2 separate regions of the Mus musculus genome follow, and region 2 is linked to region 1. The links are chromatin contacts, called in public Hi-C maps. All regions are on one chromosome and are shown on one strand. The core of a region is the stretch at or near the end of the contact, and the rest is flanking DNA. Distances in the headings are between cores, read along the strand shown.

Evidence for each region. A called contact is a pair of places that touch in the nucleus more often than the background predicts.
Region 2: a Hi-C map of regulatory T cells shows a contact between it and region 1, with 2.0 times the contacts expected there. The contact joins two enhancer-like sites. A contact is called at or near these places in 2 of 15 datasets of contacts at CTCF or cohesin (CD8 T cells and the NIH/3T3 cell line), 4 of 484 Hi-C or Micro-C datasets (CD4 T cells, CD8 T cells, Th1 cells and 1 more) and 1 of 115 datasets of contacts at active chromatin or transcription factors (bone marrow-derived dendritic cells).

The regions. Positions count from the first base shown.
Region 1 is chr3:84,001,296-84,005,374 of GRCm38.p6, reverse strand. All of the region lies in intron 3 of Tmem131l (transmembrane 131 like), which reads left to right. Among named protein-coding and RNA genes, the nearest start is that of Tmem131l, 37 kb to the left of the region's middle. Within about 2 kb of position 2,429, at least 15 of the 459 cell types and tissues checked have an H3K27ac peak or open chromatin away from gene starts, as enhancers often do. A contact at or near this core is called in regulatory T cells, where this site is marked.
Region 2 is chr3:84,101,088-84,105,166 of GRCm38.p6, reverse strand. It overlaps Mnd1 (meiotic nuclear divisions 1), which reads left to right. Exons shown (of 8, transcript NM_029797.3): 6 at 118-232. Among named protein-coding and RNA genes, the nearest start is that of Gm30458, 41 kb to the right of the region's middle. Within about 2 kb of position 1,731, at least 11 of the 459 cell types and tissues checked have an H3K27ac peak or open chromatin away from gene starts, as enhancers often do. A contact at or near this core is called in regulatory T cells, where this site is marked.

The sequences.
Region 1 (4,079 bases), core at 1,180-3,679:
AATTTAGCCGGACAGTAGTGGCGCACGCCTTTAATCCCAGCACTTGGGAGGCAGAGGCAGGTGGATTTCTGAGTTCGAGGCCAGCCTGGTCTACAGAGTGAGTTCCAGGACAGCCGGCACTATACAGAGAAACCTTGTCTTGAAAAAACAAAAAAGAAAAGGGGGAAAAAACAAAACAGTTACCTTAGGTAAACTTATAAATATCACCCTTTCACAATAGAAAGTAATTTTTATGCTTGGGTATTAATCAGTTAGTGGTTCCAAACCTGGCCCACTCCTCAGAATTTCCTAGGAAGCTTTTGAAGAATTCCAGATGGAGCCAGCCCCACCCTGTAGTAATTTAATATATGGGCTGTCGCAGTTGGAAACACACTGTTTTGCAGTAACTTTTGTAGTAGAAAGCCAGCTGCTTTCTGTGCCCTTATTTTGATCTTGCTAACTGTAATATGATCTGTTAGGAAGGGGAATGCAGTGTGGATTTTGTAGAAGGCTCAGTTTTCATTTTAAAGCTCATCTTACAAAATGAGCTGGCATGAAAACATTTTCAGTTGCTTACTCATTCATTCATGTGGTGCTGGTAATGGAGCCCAGGGCTTCCATGCTAAGCACTCGAGCTGCTGCTGTACAAGACACATGTGAGACAACCTACTGTATGTCAGAGTTGGATTATTTAAAAGGGGCTTTTTTCTTCTCTGTCATTTCTACTTGCCTTTGAACTCAAGGTTTGTCACCCATTCTGGTGACTTAGAGCTGTGGCCTTCAAGCTAGAGGATGATCTTTGAGGTCTCTTCATGGGCACCCAGGCATCCATCATTTAAGGGAAGCCATGGCAGACACCTAGACCTTGTGGATTCTTAGCTCACACTTGACCTTGCTGAGATTTATGTGTATGGCCTAGAGGACAGCTGATTGCTCCCCATCTCCTCCTCAAGATGACCTTCTTTAAAGGGAGTGTGCCTCTAGCTTGCTACTGATGGCCAGGGCACAAGCAGAGGGATCTTTGCAATAGTCTGTAGCTGCCAAGAAACTGAGTGGCTCTTAGTGTCTGGAGAAAGGGGAACTTTTGCAAATATGTTTTTTGGGTTTTTTGTTTATTTGTTTTCAAAAACACTGAAAATGACTTAGTTGAATGACCATCTGATTTTTAAACACCAGTGGATGGAAGCATTTCACTTGAGGAAAATATCCACTCCCCTTTTCATCTGCCGAGACTCACATCTGTAAGAGCTAAGCAGCACAGTAGAGGTCTGATTCCAGCATCCCGCCAGCCATTCCTCGGGTTCCACCGAGGAGGACCAGACTAGAAAGCCCCATCTGTTTACCACAGTGCGCATTCCCAGCAACATCTCGACCGATTTTGATGGTAATGTGTTAAAATTTCATACATTTGCAGATCTTTATTGCAGAGAAGATAGGTAGGGTAGACTTTTAGCATAGACGTCAAGGAGGACCGTGAGGAAAGTAGTTGGGAAGATGAAGTGAAGGAGGGCAAGGTCCCGTTCCCAACTCCAACTGAGATCTTTATTTCTCTGAATAGATGCTGTGTGGAAAATGGATGTGGCAGTCCCACCAGAGTGGGCCAACAGTTTGACTTAAAATTCAGAACTTACAGTACAGCAGGAAGTATATGCTTTGCAACAATAAAGAAAAGGACAGGCGAGGTTTAGAATGATAACTTAGGAATATATGAAGGAGCGTGTGGGTCCCTCTTCCCCATTGTTTTTGGTGTTACATAGACAAGATTGTGAGGAACCTTGGTAAAGGCTGTCTTGAGGGCAGGAGAGGAAGAAGATGGTGAGCCTGTGCTTGTGTGTTTTCCTTAGTTAAAAGGTGATCAGACTGACATTTTAAAGCTCTAACAGTTCTGTTTTGTTTTTCTAAACAAAAAAGGGATCCTTGCCTAACTTTGAATGGATCTGAAATGTGTGCTCTTTCTAAGATCATTTCTACTGACCCATTCCTCTTTGGGCCAGGCCATTCTTGAAATTTGGAAAATTTCTGTCTTTGGCCCTTATCTTTTAAAAAAGGCATTCTTTTAGGCCAGGTGTGGTGGTGCACACCTTTAGTCCCAGTGCTGGGAAGGCGAAGGCAGGAGGATCTCTGAGTTCAGGGACAGTCTGGTCTACAGAGTTCCTTTAGGGTGTGCAGGCTTTATCAGACGCGTTGATTTGTCTTAACTCACCTGGCCATTCTTCGCCCTTTGCTGATTTTCTTTTTTATTTACTGGTTTGGAGCGAGGATCACAGAGGCTAGGAAGATTGGTGGAAAAAGGAAATCTCTAGATTCTGGGGCAGGGTTAGTAACAGTCCTGTGGTCTACTCTGGCTGGATTGATTGCTAGCAGGCTGGGTGTTTTGCAAGTCTAGTTTTAATGTTAGCCTAAGGGAGAGAACTGCTGTTTGCATTTTCAGGGCAGCTTTGCATACTGCCTAGAGAAAGCTGTGAGACCTGACCTTTGATAAGGTTGTTTGTGTTGGCCCAGGACCTCTACTGAGTAGGGTTGTAGCTTCCATTTTGGTGGTTTTGAAAAAAACAAGTTTTATCAAATGAGTAGGCTCAAGTTGAACTAGGGTATATATAGGGTATAGGGGTTAGTTGACTGTTCCAGTCCGGAGGCGGGCTAGGCATTCTCATTCAGGAAGCAGGCGTAGTTTTCTCATTCCCTCCCGAGTCCACTGGTTTCTGTTTCAGGGATGTGTAGTGTTGCACACTTTGAACATAACCTGAAGATATTTACGATAAGTCTAACTCTTGACAGTATTGGTCTCCGTGCTTCAGTTCCTCTGCCCCCATCTGGACTATGGCCAGACTGCAGAAGAAAAAACTGACAGTGGTGATGTGATGCTTCAAGAGAAGATGGTCCAGACATCACAGAATTCTGTGTGGCCTTAGGACTTTTCCTAGCTAACAGCTTGGGCAAGAGTTCAAAGGAAACTCTCAGTCTCCATGCATTCTTTGTACCCGTGAAGGCTGGCAGTACATGGGATCTGAAACAGTTTACTAGATTTGAAATGACTATTTAACTCATAACTTGTTTTTAAGGTAAGTGCTCGGATTAGTCTGTCTCTCTATAGCTAGGTTTTGTCCTAGCTGCATTGTAGGGCTTGAACTCAGGTCCTTGCACATGCTAAGCAAGCACTGTACACTGAGCTGCAGCCTACTCCTCATCACCGAGCCACATGCCACCCTGTTTTTCTTTCACCTGGCTGTTATGGACTTTAAGTCGATGTCTTTAGCAGCTGTTTTGGATCTACCATTTTCCCTGGGCACTGCAGGATGTGGCCTTTGACTTCATTTAACTTTCGGTTGAATTCTTGCTTAGCCTCTTGGCCTAGATGCCCTTGGCTGAGTGTCTGCAAGCTTTGATCTCCTGCATATTGAGATTTCCAGTCTCTTCTCACAGGAGCCCAGTGCTCCCTGACACTTGTGAGGCTTCTGTGAATTACCTGCTTGCTCCTCTGGGACCTCAGTCGCCTTTCCTTTGGCATGGGTCTTTGCTGAAGGGATTGCTTTTCCAGTGATGAGAAACCAATAAGAGAGTGTGGTGGAATGAGCAGGAGGGCCTGTTTGGATTTCCACAGGGAGTCTTTTTTTCTTTTATTATAAAGATTACAATCATGACTTTTGTTGTTTGTTTGGTTGGTTGGTTTGGTCTGACCTTATTATGTCTCTCTTATTATTTGGATGACCCCAAATTCTTAGGCTATTCTTTTGCCTCTGACTCCCAAGTTGCTGGGATTGTAGACATGTGCCACCTTGTCTGGCTCCATAGTTTTAATAGGTAATTATTGAATCCTCGGTTTTTCCTACTCTTTAAAACTTGACAAATTTTCTCTTTACCATTCTACTAAAGCCAGGATCTGCAGGCTTGTCCTTGTTTTATAATGACGTACTGAACCTAGTGTTTACCCAAGCATGTTTAGCTGTTTTAGAAAACACTGTAAAATGTAAATAAAATAAAGCTATCATAACGTACACAGATAACCACTGAAGTTTTAAAAAATGTTTGCTGACTTGTGTGTGTGTGTGTGTGTCTGTCTGTCTGTCTGTCTGTCTGTCTGTCTGGTGTGTCTGGGTGTG
Region 2 (4,079 bases), core at 482-2,981, 100 kb before region 1:
ATGGACACTGAGAACTGAGTAGATAAATATAGCATGTCAAAACATGTATTTTTGAAATTTATTACTTCATTACACATAAGATTTGGCCTAACTGTACATGAAATCCTTTAAATCCAGGAAGAACGAGCCATGCTTGCAAAAGAACTTTCTTCATTTCGAGACCAAAGGCAACAACTTAAGGCAGAAGTGGAAAAATATCGAGAATGTGACCCACAGGTTGTGGAAGAGATACGTAAGTTTGCATCATAACTTGAGCATCTTTAATTTGGTAACTGGAGACTTTGCATCTCTACTTTCCCGGAACCATCCTTTCCTTGTTTATGAGAAGACCGTCTTCCTCCTAAGCCACTTCAGTGCTGCGTGAGCAGCTATCTAACAGAAAGACACTGCCTTCCGCATGATGTCTACTAAAGAGACTCGGTCCAGCCCTGAGTGGTCACAGCTTGGCCACTGAAATCATTTTAGGAGTAAGGAAGGTGAGTGGGGTAAGGACAGTAGAGGCGAGAGACAGTCAGGAAACTGAGAGGTCAGAGCAGGAGCAGGGTGCTCTTAGGCACCTCCAGTCTACTGAGGAAATCCACTGTTACCTTCTAAGAAAAGGGTATATAAATACAAGAGCTTGCCAAGTTGTAAGGTTGCCTTATGGATGGATATACCAGTGACTTTCTTTCTAACTGTGGAGCGCGGAGGACAACTTACAACAGTTGGTTCTCTCTTCTCACCATCTGGGTCTCAGGAGTCTGACTCAGGTCATCAAGCTTGGTAGCAAGCACCTTTGACCACTGAGCTATCTTACCTGCCTTATTTCAGTTTTAAAATAAAACCCTCAAAGCTTGGCATTATTTATGTATTTATACAATATAAAATTATAATACTTATAGAATTTTAAAAAACATAATAAAAATATAACATTAAACTGTTTAGGAAAAAATATATAACTTTTCCCATATTTTTCTATTTAACTTACTTTTGTTTAGGGCAAACTTTACCAAGTGTATCTTTTTAAAACTCGGACATAGTATATGACTAAGACTTTGAGAAAACTGCAAGTACTTGGTACATTAGAAGTAGCCAGAGCAGAGTTGAATTATAATTAAAGTGGCCTAGCTGGAGAGAGAGAGAGAGAGAGAGAGAGAGAGAGAGAGAGAGAGAGAGAGAGAGAGAGAGAGAGAGAGAGAGAGATGCTGTCTTTTGAGAACAAGTTCTTTCTATGTAGCCCAAGTTGGCTTCAAGCTAGCAAGCTAGCAATTCCCTTGCCTCAGGCTCCAGAATGCTGGAATTACAGCATAGTCAGGGCCACCTGCCTAAGGAAACACCTGTGACCATACTGTGGAGACCATAGAACAAAAGATCTTCCTTGACTGTGGCCAAGAAGTGTAGAGCGTAAACAAAAGGAAACTGGCCAGCTAAGCAAGCAAGCAAGCACTGCCCTAAAGAAACAGTGGCAAGGGCCACTTGACACCGCAGGGAGAAAGGAGCAGACCAGTCAGAGGGTCTGAGGACCAGATTTGCTTCCTGGAAAAACATGAGAATTTGAATTGATCACAGAGGGATTAGGCTGAGTCAGGGCAGGTGAATTCAGGAACTTCTGGAAGATACAGCCATGCTGATCTTGAAAGCAAGTCACCTGAGGGTGTTGAGCTGGGGGAAGAAACAGATCTGGGAAGCTCTTCAGCACCTTAGGCACACCACACAGCTGCATCTTGAGCAGGTGACCTTTTGAGAGTGGAAGATTAGTGAACCTAGCTTCCTGGTTGCCACCTTCTCTTTGGTTTCCTGCTGCTGTGAGCATCTATGTTCACTGAAGATCCTCTGATTTTACAACTTTCAATTGAAATAGCTAATTTTATAGAGCCTGATTTTAGCTAAGCACTTTGTTCTTCTGAACGATGAAAAAGAACCTGTGAGAAGAGATGTCTCTCCAAACACAGAATTTGTTAAGAATGGCTGTCTCAAAGAGTTCTACTCCCATCTCTATGAAGATCTTTGTCTCTTAGGAGGCAGAGGCAGGCAGATCTCTGAATTTGATGCCAGCCTGGTCTACAGAGATAGTGCCAGGATAACCAGGGCTACACAAATAAACCCTGCCTTGAAAAACCAAAAAACAAACCAAAATAAAACATCTAAAAGAGCAGCACTGTCCAGCTGCGTGCGGTGGTTGTCGCTGCTTGTCGGAAGCAGCGCTTCCTTTCTTCGTGTCCCACGCCTCTCTCTGTTTAGGAGCTGTAAGTGTTCGCTCTCCTTAGTGAGGATTTCAGATTTGCCACTTCGAGATTCTCATGGTACTGCACCAGGTGGTTCCTTGGGCAGGTGACCCTGGCCAACATCCCTTCTAAACATCACTTATGCACCATGAGACTCAAGATTGAAAACAGCTAACTATTGCCAGGTATCTTAGCATGCCCAAAACAAGCTCAGGAGTACTTACAAAGATCCAAAATCACCTAGCAAAACAGGCTTGCTTGGAATGCAGACTAATATCTCCAGTTGTGCAGCCTAGGAAAGCGTGATGCAAACTGAACAGAATACAGTGTCAGTCAGAACAGAGAAATGAACCAGAGGCAGAACCAGCGGGGCAGAACATCACAATGGTCACATTTCCTGACAGGAAAACTATCGCTGACATGACAATTACACTGATTGGATTAATAGCTGATTGCTTTTTGCCAAGGATCAGATTAGTGTATTTGAAGACGGGAGAGTAAAGTTAGATATTAAACTGGCGACCATGAGCTGAGGACATCGTAGCTTCACATATGTGTAACTGGACTCAGAAAGGTGTGTACTGCCTGCTAGACCAGGGAAATATGTATAAAAATAAACAATTGTTTTAAATTTTAATGAAGCAGATTGTGCACCGGCTATTGCCCAGCCTCCTATACCATATGTAGTAAATTATTCATGAAGTTTTTCAGTGAAAACTACGATTTCCACAGATCCAAAAAACTTAAAATTGTTAGTAGCAGATGTCAGAAATATCATCATTAAATTTAAATAACTTTACTAGGCTCTAACTTCTAACCCCAAATGTTAATGTCCTTTATTATAATGAAGATTTTCATAGGATTTCAGCTATCAAGTTAGTCAGAAATAATTGGATTAATTTAGGATTATGTGGTTTAGAAATTGATTGTAATAGGATTTAGCTCTTGACAGCACGGCTCGTACACCCACATTACAACAATCAGGCTTACCCAATGTCCTCCATTCTTGTGGGGCAAGATTTCCTGATAATAGTCCATAGAGACGTGGCTAATCGTAAGTTCTTTTTAAATAATGTCTGCAGGAAATATTTGCAGTTCATCCTTCCGGTGGGATAATTGATGCTATTCACAAGTTTAGTTGTGAGTAACCAGGAAAGCGAAAAGTCAGAGAAACAGTTTTATTTTTAAAAAAGAATACTATTTTAGCTACCATAGTCATTATTTGAACAAGATTAAGTAAAACTAGATGTAGAAACTAAATTTTCACAAAAGTACTTGAAAGTCAGCCAGCTGTGGTGGCACACACCTACAGGCCCAGCTGTCTGGGAAGATGAGGCATAAAGGTCAGAAGTTTGAAGCCAGCCTGGGCAGCTTAAACCTGCTTTGTTTCCTGTGCGCTGGGTGTGTGCTGCCTCCACCTGGCTGCCATGGTATATGGGCGTGCGCCACTGCTGCCTGGCTGCCACTGTCTATATGTAAATGATCAGTTCTGTGTTATTATAGGACTTGCAAAGAAAGAAGAGAATGTACTTCACAAGCTACAATATAGAGGCTGCTCCGAGCAAGCAGTGTTAAGCTCAGCAGACAAGTTCATCGAGCTGCTCTAAGCATATTCACCAAAGGAGAGCTGCCTATAAAGATAAAGGAAGGCCTAAGCAACTCACAGAGCACATAGTATTAGTAAAGAAATAGAAACCGTACTAGAAGGACTGAGAATAAACTCTGGAGTTTAGAACTGCAGCAGCCGAACTGAGGTCAGACTGCACACAGTACGGATTGAGCTGACGCGGAAAGAGTCAGCAGAGTGAAAGATGGCACCATAGCGATGGTCTGACCTTAGGAGGAGGAAGAACCAATAATGAGGAAACCTTTTCA